2 separate regions of the Triticum aestivum genome follow, and region 2 is linked to region 1. The links are chromatin contacts, called in public Hi-C maps. All regions are on one chromosome and are shown on one strand. The core of a region is the stretch at or near the end of the contact, and the rest is flanking DNA. Distances in the headings are between cores, read along the strand shown.

Region 1 (7,719 bases), core at 1,047-3,546:
CAAAGATAATGAGGCAACCAGCACCTTGATCCAGAGTACCAGCAAATTTCTTGTCAAGGATCATCTGTGACAGCTTCTTCTCGACATGGTCAACTGGCAATTCAATCATCTGCGCGACATGCTCAATCTCCACCCTCGAGTAGGGCTCAATCAACCTGCAGAGGTTCTGCTCCAGAAGGGTATCATACAGAGATGAAAGATGCCTGTGGACAATAGGGTCCTCCTCCAGCTGGGCTTTGAAATCACGAAGGGCGGTTTCAAAGTACTTGAGAGATCTTTTAGAGTAGGCATCAGCCACAGCTTTCATAGCATCAACATCAGAACCCACATACTTCAGGCTAGCCTTAGATGAGATTATTCCAGCAACATCGTCAGCCTGGTTGACCATTATCTTGCACAAGAGCATGTACTTCAAGCTGGATATAGCTCTTGGGTCGTCCAGTGCATTGAAGGCCTCGAATGCTTCAAAGAAGTAGCTGTAAGCAGTTTTGTAGTCCTTCTCTTCCGCATGAAGGATTCCACTCTGCAGATCAATAGTGCCCTGCTGAGCTGGTGGAACATAAATGGCATTCGCCGCTGTTCTTGCGGCGGTCAGTGAAGCTTTGGCCTTAGGCAGATTTCTCAGAGAGAAGTGGAGTTTGCTTTCCAAAAGGTCAATGTCCACAAGGAGCAACTTGTCATCAAGTCTCCTGACTTCCTTGATAAGTCCAGTAAGGAGGGTCAGGGCTTCAGTGTACTCTTGATTCTCCAGAAGAAGGGCCGCTAACCTTGCCTCCACACGCTGCCTGAGGAATGTACGTTTCTCTGCACGCGTCCATTCCACCATCTCCTTGCAGAGCGAGATCTGAAGATCAGATGTTCCAGGAATCTTGGCGACAGCATCAATGATTCCACGGACAATTTTTGCAGTCTTGGCCTTGGGAATCAGTGAGAAAAACGGCCTCAGCTGGGTCAAGAGATTTCGCAGATCCTCGGCACGGTTCTCTTTAGTGAGGTAGTTTGTAAGGTTGGTAATCGCAAGCTCTTTTGTTCTCAGTGCATCTGCAGATGAAGACGGGTCTTGGATCAGACGGTAAAGGATTGAAATTGACTCTGAAGCATCCTTAGCCTCCTGAGCTTTTTCAATTGACTCAGTAGTGGCAGGAAGGTACGATGACTCCATTGCAGAAGACATGATCCCACCCTAAACTGCGAACAAGAAACAAATGCCAAGTTACGAAGTGTTAAAGAATAACATAGTAACACACTCCAATACAAAATGCTAAGTGAACTTATGAATTTTCTCCACGGCGCCTCCAATTAACAGATGAAGAACACAAGGGTGTGCATTAAACCCCCAACCACTACAGATGCCGTTTACTTTAGCGACACTAACCAAGTTAGTTCTAAGTTCTAACACTATCTGGAGTAGTTGATCATGGCAAATGAACCCACATATACCATGACAGGTCAGGAAACACACACACCGTACAAAAATCTTCAGTACAAAGTGGATACTAGTGTTTCGAGTCATCGTCGATGATATAAGCACCGTTATTCAGACTTACAGACTTACAGGACAACCCCTAGAGCGCTACACGTGCGTCTCAACAGCGTCCCAGCACCATACTGTACAAGGAATCATCCGGGGTGCTAAGTTGGCATAAATCAAAATACTAGATATGGTGTCCAATTCAGGTAGACGTGTTCGTCGGAGCATGAACTAATTAAATCGGTGAAACCCTGTGCTACACCAGCATCTCTAACAAATCGGCAGTAGAATTGACAATTGCCCTTCACCAAGCTAGGCCGCAACAAGAGCTCCTGAAGCCTAATTGCGATAACCAGAACCCCTGAACCCTAACCAGGGATAAACAGACACAAGGCATGGGAGAACCGTGCTGCCCTCAGCAAGATCCAGTTTCTCTCTACGCTAACAAACTCGTCAGACTTCCAGAACACGCAAGGTCGATCCAGCAGCGGGTTTTCGCGGAGTAACAACGTCGGCAGATCCAGTTGCCGTTGGCACCGCACCAAGCGGCGGATCTAGAAGGCTGCGCGCATCCGAAAATCGGGGAGGCGCCAGCGGGGATGGCAGCGGGCTCGTACCTGAAGGTAGGCGGAGGCGCGACGAGATGGAGAACGGGACGGCGACAGCGACGGCGGCGACGGCGGCGGCGCGAGAGGGTTCAGACCTGAGGGGTGGAGGTGGCCGGTGAGGAACCGAAGGAGTCGGGAAAAGTCGGGAGAGGAAGAAGAGAAAGAAAGAAAGGTTCGGCGGCGGCGGAGAGAACCTTCCGTGTAGATGGATTTTATTTCTATTTTTGGAACTTCGTATAGATGGATTTTGAATATGAATCGAGGCCACATATAATATAAATTGCAAGGTTCTAAATTAACAGTTTGTCTCTCGTACACCCCTTAAAAGTTGGGAAAAGCTTACCTTCTACCGGCCGATTGCGCGCGCCTGTCTGCCGGCTCCGTGATCTATGTTTTATCAGATGGTCGAGAGCACTCCCACGTTCGCTAGAGGTGTGTCTGTTCCCTGCAACTTACTTCTTGTTTGAGGACAGCCATTCCTGTAATTGGATAATAGAAGGGCGGGGGGGGGGGGGTCATCTCGCAGGAGCGTGGGCTCGTGTGGCTGGGAGTGTGAGCGGCTGGATTTGGGAGGGCCGCGGACGCGGCGGCGCAAGGCGTTGGGTGGCCGGGGCTTATCCGACGCGCTGGCATCGACGACTGGCTCGGGATCGGTGGTGGCCGACGACGACTGAAACAGGTATGGTTCATAGATCCCTTCTCCCATTTTCTGGCCGATGTGGCGATGGTGGTGCTCCCTGCTATTTCTCTTGTTTCTGCAATAGAGCATTTGTTGCGGGAAGTAACGAGTAGGCATGCGGTCTTGTTTCTGCAACAGAGCGTTTGTTGCAGGAAGTAACGAGTGGGCATGCGGTCTTGTTTCGGCGACAACGCTTTTGTTGCGAAAAGTAACGAGTGGGCATACGGTCTTGTTTCTGCAACATAGTGTTTGTTGCGAAGGTAATGAGTGGGCATGCAATCTTGTTTCTGCAATAGAGCGTTTGTTGCGGGAAGTAACGAGTGAGCATGTAGGGTGCGGGCACTACATCGGACGGCTATCAGCTCGGGGATCTAACGACCACCGAGGCGGCGGATAATATGTAAACATTGGCCGGCGGATGCATAGCAATGCCCTTAAAAGTTTACATGAATCTTAAAGTTACTTTAAGATTGATTTTGTATGTAAAAGATTATGTTACCCTTTTTGATTCAAGGGCTAACTTTTAATCTTCACCTTTAATTTGTATCGAAGCAAAGATCTTAAATCAAACCAAACTAGAGCCTTCAGACTCTGTGATTAGCTTATGTAGGCGTGAAGAGACATTTGTGTAATCTTTCTTTAGTTTTTTTTCTATGCGAAAGCACTGGGAAGTTCTATAAAAAGATTTTGTAATTCATGCTAGATGAGAATTAGGAAAGTCTCATATACATTCAGTTAATCAAATAAAAAAATGCACACGAATCTTCACGTGAAATCAAGTAGTGCACGAGGCAAATGAGACTTAGTTAATTCTCTTTTAGATGAGAGTTGGCCACATCATAAAAGAATTAATCTCTACTCCTAATGTCTCAGTTGGTAGGTCGCGTCTCGGGTTTTATTTTCGTCCCACCTCATCCGGTCTTTTTTGGTACTTCTTTGGTACTTCCTCCCACCTCCCCCTCAGCCGTGAAAAACCAAGAAAAACCCCGCGATCGAGTCCCGCACACGCCCAAACTCCCGTCGTTATCTCTACTCCTAATGGAGCAGTTGGTAGCCTTGTACGGTTTATTTTCGTCCCACCACTTTCAACCGTTTTATTTCGCTGGTTTTTTTCGTCCCTCCCCCACCCCACCGGTTTAGTATCGCGTCACCCTCTCACACAACGAAAAAAATCTTAACGGATCATAACTTTCCATGCTGGTGCAAGTTATTTTTAGTAATGTCTTTATGTGAAAGAGTCAATCACGATCAATCTCTAAATACCAAATCTAAATTAATTAACCTTACCTTAAATTGCTCAATCACATTAATTAGGAAACAAAATAACCGATTTTAAGAAAATATCTACTCTTAATGGAGGGTATTACATACCAAACATAGGTACGTCATTAGCTCGCTTCCTTCCCTTCGTCCCTCAGTCCCATGCTCGTGGCGCTGAAGTGGCATCGACAGGCGATGGCGGCGAGGACAGCACGTGGCAGCCCCTGAAGCACGAACGCGACTGCACCTCGGGTCTGCCGTCTCCCAAGATATGGGTGAGTTCTCGTGATGCCCACCCTAAACCCTCACGTCCTACAAATTCCTCAACCTCTACCATCTCGATTTCGTCCATGCTCTGATCCAAATGACGATGCAGCTCCGGCCGATTGACAATGGAGGTTTGCCATCCTTCCTCTCAGCACCCACTCCTGGAGGAACGACACGCCATGCCGATCGAACCCGGTCGAGATCACTCACCAAGATTGCTATTCGGAAGAAGAGTGGGACGGGATCTGCACTTTTGTTAATATAACATATACTTGTGCAGGTGCAGGTTTTGTTTTAAAAATCCAATTTGTTTATCCTTTTGTCGCTGAAATTGTTTACTAATTATGTCATTGGTTTTATTTCTTCTAGATGTTGTATATTCTTGGATTGAAGGGACTGTCTGACAAGGTGAAAGAGCTAATCTCTACTCCTAATGATCATGGGCTAATCTCTACAGTTTATTTTTGTCCGGTTTTTTTCGTCCCACCTCCACCCCCTAGCCAGCCCCACCCCTCGATCTTCTCCAAGTTTCCGGTTTTCTTTTTTCATGCAGGAAATCAGGACACAATCTATCTTTCCTTTAATGCACATCTCCCCAGTAAAAAAATCAGGACACTATCCCCTCCTTCCTATTAACACTAACACACATTTCTTCTGAAAATCCGGGACGTAATCCTCTCCTTCCCACTAATCTCTCTTATATGGCTTTCCCATAATTATGTCGGTCCTGCTCAGTTTGATATAATTCAATTTGGACGAAGGACGCCAGAGATTAACTTTCGCTGGCAGAGAAAGAGACTAGGGATTGATTGGTTTTAAACATTGGATTCGGTATTAGCTTAACATCTGCAGGAACAAGACGACCATAGGAAAGGCTGGCTTGCTCGACCTGCATGTTTCCTGTATATTCATTCTCTCTCCAATTCTAATACAGTCCAATTGATCATTGTATATTTATCTAATCATGGTTCCTATATCGTTTTGTATGGCTACGTGATGGGGTCGCATCCACATGGGGGAATATCGCAGATTGGATCGGAAGCAGGCCGCACAGATGAACCACCCCACCTCGTTGTCTGCCTGCACGATCTCCATTAATATCCAGCGCCGCCTCTCGAGTGGACGACCTGCATGTCGCCAACAACACCACTTACCTCTGCGCTCCGACCAAAGATCATTGTCCAGGTGAGGGTACCTCGCCGCAAGCCCGCAACAGTTGCCGTCACTGTTGATTATTCGTACTCAGATTAAGTTTCAGGCTCAGTCGTCTCTGTCGTCACTCGTCAGCGCACAGACGATGGGTTGGTGCCATACTATCATGTGGCATCTCCGTCGTTCTGGGCCGGGAAGATAACAGATTTTCAGAAAACAAATAATACATTTTAACCTAACTTCCTTAAATTATGCAAATCAATCGATTCCTTTTATTGGTTCAATTTGTCTTAGGAAACAAATAACAGATTTTTAGGAAACAAATAATACATTTTAATCTAACTTTCCTAACTTATGCAAATCAATCGATTCCTTTTATTGGTTCAATTTGTCTTAGAAACAAATAACAGATTTTCAGGAAACAAATAATACATTTTAATCTAACTTCCTTAAATTATGCAAATCAATCGATTTCTTTTATTGGTTCAATTTGTCTTAGGAAACAAATAACAGATTTTCAGGAAACAAATAATACATTTTAATCTAACTTTCCTAACTTATCTAAATCAATCGATTCCTTTTATTGGTTCAATTTGTCTTAGGAAACAAATAACAGATTTTCAGAAAACAAATAATACATTTTAATCTAACTTCCTTAAATTATGCAAATCAATTGATTCCTTTTATTGGTTCAATTTGTCTTAGGAAACAAATAACAGATTTTTAGGAAACAAATAATACATTTTAATCTAACTTTCCTAACTTATTAGTGAAATTTGTTTTAGGAAACAAATAACAGACACGTCACAACTTTCCTCCCAATAAATAGTTTCTTAACATTTGCAAACTTTCCTAATCAGACACGTCACAAACGGGCAGGTACTGATATCACGTTATCCAACAATAAAACCCCATTTGCATAGAAATCAGTTCAAAAATCCTAACTTTCCTAAATTTTTACCTTTCCTTGATAACAACAAACATTTTCTATGTTTTCCATCGATATTAGCATTTTTTTGAACTGAGATCTCCGGGTTATGATTTTTTTTGTGATTCTTTCCAATTGTGACCTCTCCTTCCACTCCGGCTCCTTGTCGGATAAACACCTCCACCACAGCCAGGTGACACCGCCCCAGACCTCCTGCCTCTCCACAACTTCTCCGCCACCTCCTTCTCGTACTCCATTAACAATCCCTCCGCCACATTTGTCCACGGCGGTGTCGAGGGCATGGTGCAGCAGCGTACCAGCGGTAGAGCAGCGCATAGCAGCAGGAAGCAACACGCAGTAGGCGAGGCTGAGGGGGCGGCCGGCAGAAGATGGCCATGACTGGAGGCGGCGCGAGGCAGGGGGCAGCAGACGGGGCGAGCGCAGCCAGCGAGAGTGTGGCGCGCGACCAGGGTGTGTGTCGCGCGGGGCACAGTGGTGCGGTGGCTGCGGCGAGCGCGACGGCAGCGGCGGGCGCGACCGACGCGGTGTAGCACGGGCGTGGGCATGGAGAGGGAGTGGCCCCGCGGGCGCGGAAGAAGAGCGGCAGGCTCGGGCATGGGCGTGCATAGGAGCGGGCATGTGCCACGGGGTCAATCCGAGGAGCTCGGTGGCTACCCCTGCAATGGCCATGGCGGACGGCGGTTCTCGGCCACGGCGAAATACCTAACGAGAGCAAACGAGAGGGGAGACAAGGGAAAGGCAAGAGGAGATCATGGCGGTGTCAATGGCGCCCTAGGCGAAGACATGGGAGCTCGGGGCGGCGCGGATCGAACGGCAATGTCGCGGTGGCCCAAGGTTGAGGAAGACGGCAGCGACATCGATGCGGGGGTGCTGGACTTGATCTCGTTGGCGCAGACGAAGTAGCGAAGGCATTCGGAGCTCCTCGACAAGCTCCTAGCCCGCAGGGAGGGCAGTGGCCATGTGGACGGGGTCGGTCATGGTGGCCGTGGCGTCTGACTTCCTCCAGATCGACGGGATCGAGCGAGCGAGGAGGAGAAGTGGATTTGGGAGGGGGCGTCAAGGAGGAGTGAGGCCATGGGGTAGGGAAGGCAGGGCGTCACCCTTATCCATTCCCCTTCGATGCCAGCGAGGTGGTCGGGCGGGAGCCCGTCTCTGTAGCGACGCGGCTCGGGGAACAGGAGAAGACGACCGTGCGGGGACTGGACCGCTGAGCCGGTTCGGTGGCAAGGCCCGGGGGGCAGGGCGAATCCCCTTTTACATCGTCCTTTTGGTTTTTCAATGTATTATAATCTGTTTCTCCTTTTTAACACCGTTTTCTATTTATTCTTATCAA
Region 2 (6,964 bases), core at 1,396-3,895, 300 kb after region 1:
CTGGAAATTAGGACCATCTTATAAACCAACTCCCAAAAGGTATTATGTTTTCCATTTCGAGATAGAGTGATGTACTATAGGTAAAGAGGTTCAGTGGCATCTCATTGGTCATTGCAACACTTTATTTTGGTGTGTTATTTCTATCGAGTGTGGGCTTATGACGTTTATTAACCATACGATCAAGGGGGAGAATGTTGGAATTGATCTACGGTTATAACAAACTGAGACAAAGAAGGGGAGGATTTGCATCCCCAGTACATGCCCTGATCGGGGGCATTGACCCAACTTTTGGTTTTGGTCCCTGTCCCCTTCGCACCACTTACAAAATGAGGAGGTCGTACCCCTTGGGGGTAACACACGTACGGGTTAGCACCCGGTTACTCCTAACAGCCGATCCTGAAAGGGTGCTTAAGGGGATCAGAAGACCACCTCCACCGCCGGCCACCTCCAGGTCCGTGCCGGCGGCATCCTTCGTGTCTGCTACATCGCCTGCTGATGCCCTTCCTCCCGACGATCTTCTCACTGCTGGAGATGCTAAGGTGGAGCCAGGGGCTATCCTGTTAATGGATCAAGATAATCACGGTTAGTAACCACTATTCTGCTTGATGGGTGTTCTAATCAAGAGATCCAGATCCTAGTTATCTTAACTCTAAAGTATTATTGTTAACAACTAGAAATGCAGATCAAGCATGGCTGGAGAAATGCTTGGAGTTCCTCAAGTAGAATCCTGACGCCGGTGATGTGATCCATGTCACCCACTCCAGATGCTCGAATGTTGTCTGTACTTTGGTGCTGGTCCATAGTATTTTGGCCTCAAAATCCTTTTCCAGAGGGAGTCTGTTTTTATGATTGCATATATCAATTTCATGGTATGAGATTGCTAACCGGACCTGCATCCCAGTTCTATATAGAGTCTGGTTAGGATAGTTTAGCTTCTGTCTTTGTTCCAGCTTCAGCCGGATCTTCAGCAAAGGCAAATATATTACGATTTGTCAACTTGTATTAAATCTTATATTATAGGAAGAGGTAGATTTTATTTTTGCAGGTATTTGAGAAAAAAAAGGTCTATTGTCATCTTGCATTCCATCACTGTATAGAATTCCAAGACAATATAGTTATTCTTTTGTCCACAAACATTCAAGTTTTAACGCCTAATACTATGTTTATGTGGTTTTGTTTCTATCCAGTGATGAGGCTCCTGTTGATCACTTGAATCTGAATAAGTGGTTAACTTTGGCAATCTTTCATGGCAATCTGTCAGATTTAATGGTATTACTGTTCTAGCTCAGTTGAAAAGTGTTACCTACATACTCTATATCTTTCTCAAGGGATCTAAGAGATGGACAGCGCAGACTGAAGCTGGACTGAAGCGGATTGCACCAAATTTGTCTGGACTTAGTGGATTGTGTGTCTGACTTCGGTAATCTTCGTGGAACGTGACGGCTGACTCCTGACTGGATGAGATGTGATTGCGTGTTTGCGTTGGGATCTTCTTGCCGGTCATGGCCAGGTGAAGCAGAGGTGCCGGCGAGTCGGCAATAAGTGATGTCTGAGCCAATGGGATCCGATCCAGCAGCTGGAGTAATGTTCTAGCTAAAGCTGAAAGGTGCTAAAACAACACAAGTATCCGTCCGAAAGAGAAATCAGACGCTGAAGTTCCAACGCACACGAGTTCAGACCTCAGAACCAAATCAACAGCGACAGTTTTGTTCCTTTTGGAAAATCAGCGAGGCTCCACTGACAGACAGACAACGGAACCTTACTACGGAGTTGGGTTGTGGCTCAAAAGGAAAACTGAAAAGCTAAACATCCAACTAATAAAACAGTTCAAGTTTCTCTTATAAAAAAAACAGTTCAAGGGCAGCAGGGGATTCAGTCATGGGCTGAAGAGCAGAGCACACAAGCTCAGACGTCTTTTCAGTTCAGCGATTGCACTGAAACACTAGCGTGAAAAACGTTCTTATATTATGAGACGGAGGGAGTGAAATGTAGCCCCAGCAGCAGGATATACAACGCAGCTCGTCCCAAATGATACACGGTGAAGAACAGCAGACAAATTATTACTAGTCGCTACCACAGTAACAAATGGATTTAACAGCATCAAGAACAACAGACTAATCGATACCACAGTAACACATGGATTTTTTTTTAAAAGAGCCTACTCTAGTGACACACCTTCGCGCCCCGTCTTCCTCCTCTTCTTGCGCCGCTCCTGGCCACCCGGCGCCACCTCCGCCTCAGCCTCGCCGTCGGGACCCACGCGGGCGCAGCGGAAGGCGTGGAGCTCGGCGGCGGCCTCGGCCGCGCAGAGGACCAGCGCGCCCGCGCCGGCGGGCAGCGCCGACGCGTCTCTGGCCGCGAAGCGGCTGAACACGCGCGCGGCCTTGCGTAAGCCCACCGGCTTCGACGAGACCACCGCGCCGCTCACCGCCCTCATCTCCGCCGCCGCCGCTCGAGACCTCCTCGCTCGCCGGGACCTTGGACCTAAAAAGTGTAGAGCACAGCACGCCACCAGCCAGCCCACCATATTGTATAAGAGGTTATTTCGGCCTGTTAGCCCATAAGAATTATTGGGCCAACGCACGTGACCCATACCCGGCCCAACGTAACTTTACATATCTGCCCGCACCACCCGTGCTATTTCCAACCCAGGCCCTCCGTCTTTTCCCCTCCTCGGCATCTCGCCTCTCCCGAAGCTTCCGCCTCCCCCGTCTCTCTCTAGGGTTTTGCGGCGAACCCCAGCGCCGATCCCCGGCAGCAGCATGGACGTGGACTGCGAGGTCTCGGCGGCGGCGGCCGCGGCGGTGACGAACGGGCTGGGCGGCGGGGAGCAGGCCGCCGCGGCGCCGCCGGTCTCCGCCGACCAGCTCGACGTGGAGGCGTACGCGGCGCAGTACTCGGGCCGGACCCGCGTGGCGCGGCTCCTCTTCATCGCGGAGCGGTGCGGGGTGGAGGCGATCCAGCTCGAGGCGCTGCGGATGGCGCACGACGAGGCCAGGGCGCGCGAGGACACCGTGCTCTACCTCGACGCCGTCCTCAAGATCAACGGCCGCCTCGGCCCGCGCTACCGCCACGACCAGGCCTGGGTCGACTCCGTCAACCGCCGCGCCGAGCAGCGCAAGGAGAAGCTCGAGACCGAACTCAACGGCTACAGGGTGAGAAAACCCTGCCCCTTCATTGACCCCCTGTTCTGACCGCGTCTCTGAATTTACTGCATCGTTCCCATTAGTTTCTGCCTAGGATGTGGTGGTTGCGTTGATCCGTCGAGGAATTGGGCCTACCGTGTTGGTATTCCTTGCTGATCTGTCTGGTTAATCATCATTATCATAGACGGCTTGGTTTGATGTAATGCCTACTCTGTGGAGTGTGGATGACTCTGATTTGCGTGGTGCGAGTAGTAGTCTCTAATTTATAATATTAGCCTATGCTGTGTTCCCTTACTATGTGCAAGCCTAGTGTTCCTTGCATGAGCATAATTTTCTATGCTGTGATGATAAGATAGTAAATTGTCGTTACCGTGCACATTGCTTACGCTGATGTTGGTAATTGTTTGATCAGGGTGCGGTGCTGAACTATAGGTGTTATCTAGTTATTTGGGATGACAGTCATGCACGATTTCTCTGAATGCAATCCTTTTGCCGTTAGGTGATGTTGTAGGAAAAGATCATCGTGCACAATTAAACTCTTTACATGGAAACAATCACTGGAAGTAAATAGAGCCATTAGCTGATTTAGCCATTGTTCCTAATATTAGCAGAATCAAGGTAAAAACAAGATATTTCATGCCAATATTGGCCTAAGGGAACTGTTTCCCAGTATGTTCAGCCATTATTCTTTTTTGCCTCTGTGATTAGTTTGTTCATTATTACATATGAACCCAGACTTTGGTTGGTGCTAGACTTGGCTCACACATGTACAAGCCATTATCTAATTTATTTGCAGTTTGTCGAAGACAGACACACAAGCCATTATCTGATTTTCAGCCATTATTCTGTATTTTCTTGCCTCTTTGTTTTTGTGGCATGCCTTCCCACGCTTTGTTGCCTCTATATATGCTGCTAGGGTCCATGATAGAAATGTGGTTCTGTGATTCAAATGTGAAATTTACCTAATATGCTTTTATGCATTATAGGAACAGTCAAATGGTTTAGAACATATGATTGTGAGCACACTTGAAATTTCTTTGAGCCTGAGTTTGTGCTGCCAGAGCTTCCTTTGAGCCTGAGTTTAAGGCCCGGTTTGCAGTTGCCGAATTTTCTTGTGTTGGACTTATTTTATATTTTATTACTGAAAAATAGCTACGGAATTGGGATAAGTTAGCTAAACAAGCAGTAAAATTGGCAAAAGGTAGTTAGATAAATGAATTGGCCTGCTGGTTTAAGGATGGGGTGTGGGCAGTGTTTATCGTCTAGCACAATGTGAGCTCTAGGTATGTGATAGATGCTGTCTAGGGTCCACAATTACTGCATCTGTTATAGTGAGTCAATAATAACAAACCTAAAAGAGTTATGATTAATTTTTCTGTTAATCATGCAATCTCTATGCATGGGCCTATTACAACAGTTTAGGAAGGCATGTAGTGTTGAATATAGGCATAATATACGGGGTTTTTTCCGATACGCACAGGTGTGCGTATCATATGTTAAAGAAGAGAGTGGGGAAGACACCTGCTACAATGTTATGTTACATTCTCATCTACACAACCCACTTCCACCTCTATAACATTGCATAATATATGTTGAAAATCTATAAAATATGTGGAAGTGTTTATTAGATCTGTTGTCGTATTCTTTGTTCTTTGGCATTTGAATTCTGGTTTAGTATATTTGTTTGTGGCCTTGGCGAGTTGAATGGTGACGTCATATATGTATCAAACAAGTGACTCTGCATTTATGTTGCTTCTTTAAATGCAGACTAACCTGATCAAAGAGAGCATCAGAATGGGTTATAACGACATTGGTGACTTCTTCTATGCTCATGGTCACCTTTCGGAAGCCTTCAAAAGCTATATCCGGACACGGGACTATTGCACCACTTCCAAGCATATAGTTCAAATGTGTATGCATGTGATTCTGGTTAGCATTGAGTTGGGACAGTTTGCACATGTTACCAACTATGTCAGCAAAGCAGAGCAAACCCCAGACACGTTGGATGCTGTCATTGTTGCCAAGTTGCGAGCAGCTGCAGGATTGGCCAACTTGGAGACAAAGAAATACAAACTTGCTGCCCGCAAGGTTTGTCCTCCACCTGTTCTGTTTCTTGTTTTTTTCCTTGAGCTGAGCTTTCTTTGCGCCTGTAAACTTTGAAGTTGATATTACAGAGATGATATATGATTGAAACTTCATGTTTGGTATTCCTATCTTGCTAGTTCTGTTCTTGCAGTACCTCTTTCGAGGGCCAGTAGTGTACTCTTGTTAAACCCCTACTTGTTTCAAGATATCAGTGAAAAGTCTTGAACAGATTAAGTGATTTGTTTGTTCCTTTAATATTCTGTGAAGTTACTATTAGTGTATCATCGTACATTGTAAATAAATTGACAAGTATCAGTAGTCATTTGTGGATTAGACAGCACACCGAATTTTTTTTCTGACAGCTATCAGTACTGTACTGTAGTTTAAACGAATTTTGTTTACTCTCTTTGTTACAACTGGTTAGCGTAACTATGTATGGAGGTTGTTTCCTACAGCTAGTAGGTCAGGCACATTGGGACTTGCCTCCCATTTATAGATAGTATGTTGTCCAAAAAAAAAGTAGTAAAATAGGCAATGTCTTGTATTTTTTCCTAGTATAAAGTATTCCTGCTGATATTTCCCCTTTCCCTGAAGTTTCTTGAGACAGGACCTGAACTAGGAAGCAACTATTCTGAAGTCATAGCTCCGCAAGATGTGGCTGTTTATGGTGCCCTTTGTGCACTTGCTTCTTTCGATCGTTCAGAACTTAAGGTTTACCTCTTGTTCTTCTTCTTTTGTTGTGTGCCTTTTGTATGGTTGGTCGGTTTCGGTTACACTGAAACATGCTTGTTTGTTTATTTTGCCAGAGCAAAGTTATTGACAACATAAACTTCCGTAACTTTCTTGAGCTAGTGCCTGAAGTAAGGGAGCTGGTCAATGATTTTTATGCAAGGTATGCTTCTATTGGGACAGCTTTTAGTACTCCAGTATTTTATCGTTCTTGACCACCTTTTCAGGGTGGTGGTTGTTTTTACACTTGCTACTCTGATAGGATATGTCGAAGATTTTGCAACTGTTTGTTTTTTTACTATATCATCAGAGCTCACATATAATACAACGTATATGCTTTTGTTCTTTTTTCAATATACTGGAAACCCTGTGTCAAGCAGTAGAACTTGCACTCACAATTCATAATAATTTCATAAGTATTGGCGCTGGCATAATTAAAATGATGTATTCAACCTTTTCTTTTTGTTCTCCTCTTACTGTGTCTAACTCAAATACAGTAATTGCTATAAAGAAAAACAGAGTAGTTAGTTTTCTAGAAGGAAAAGGTGTCTGGCAATTGGTTTCAATCCCTAGGGGTAGGGGGTATCATTCTATTACTCTCATTCTTTTGTACGCCACATCAGTTACTTACTGTGTCTCAGCATAGATATATATCATATAGACAGCCCTTTCTTGGCAATGAGGGTTTTAGCTTGTGTGTTCAGATATGACTCTTAGATGCATTAGCGATAATAATAGTTTCCTATAATTTTACACCTTATTTTCTACAATATGGTGTCAATTAATGTGCCCTTTGGGTTTTTACAGTTTCAGATACCACGAAAGCTTGATTACCTGTACAACATTTTTTTGGTTCCAAAGTTGGGCTCCAAGTCATTTGTTTGTGTCACTGCTAGATTAGGTTGTAGTTTTTTTCCAACCGATTTGTGTCAAATAAATATGCTAACCATGAAAATGTCCAAACTAGTCGCTATGGATCATGCTTGGAGCATCTTGAGAAGCTA

Evidence for each region. A called contact is a pair of places that touch in the nucleus more often than the background predicts.
Region 2: a contact with region 1 is called in a Hi-C map of leaf, with 3 times the contacts expected there. The contact joins the promoter of LOC123093836 here to the promoter of LOC123093832 in region 1. A contact is called at or near these places in 2 of 5 Hi-C or Micro-C datasets (both in leaf).

The regions. Positions count from the first base shown.
Region 1 is chr4B:645,757,962-645,765,680 of IWGSC CS RefSeq v2.1, forward strand. LOC123093832 (26S proteasome non-ATPase regulatory subunit 11 homolog) reads right to left here and starts at 2,297. Exons shown (of 2, transcript XM_044515885.1): 1 at 2,089-2,297; 2 at 1-1,188. The coding sequence starts at 1,174.
Region 2 is chr4B:646,062,164-646,069,127 of IWGSC CS RefSeq v2.1, forward strand. LOC123093836 (COP9 signalosome complex subunit 1) reads left to right here and starts at 2,646. Exons shown (of 6, transcript XM_044515890.1): 1 at 2,646-3,155; 2 at 4,914-5,234; 3 at 5,826-5,942; 4 at 6,038-6,123; 5 at 6,928-6,964. The coding sequence starts at 2,763. It overlaps LOC123093838 (a long non-coding RNA gene), which reads right to left and starts at 2,508. Exons shown (of 2, transcript XR_006445614.1): 1 at 2,176-2,508; 2 at 185-557.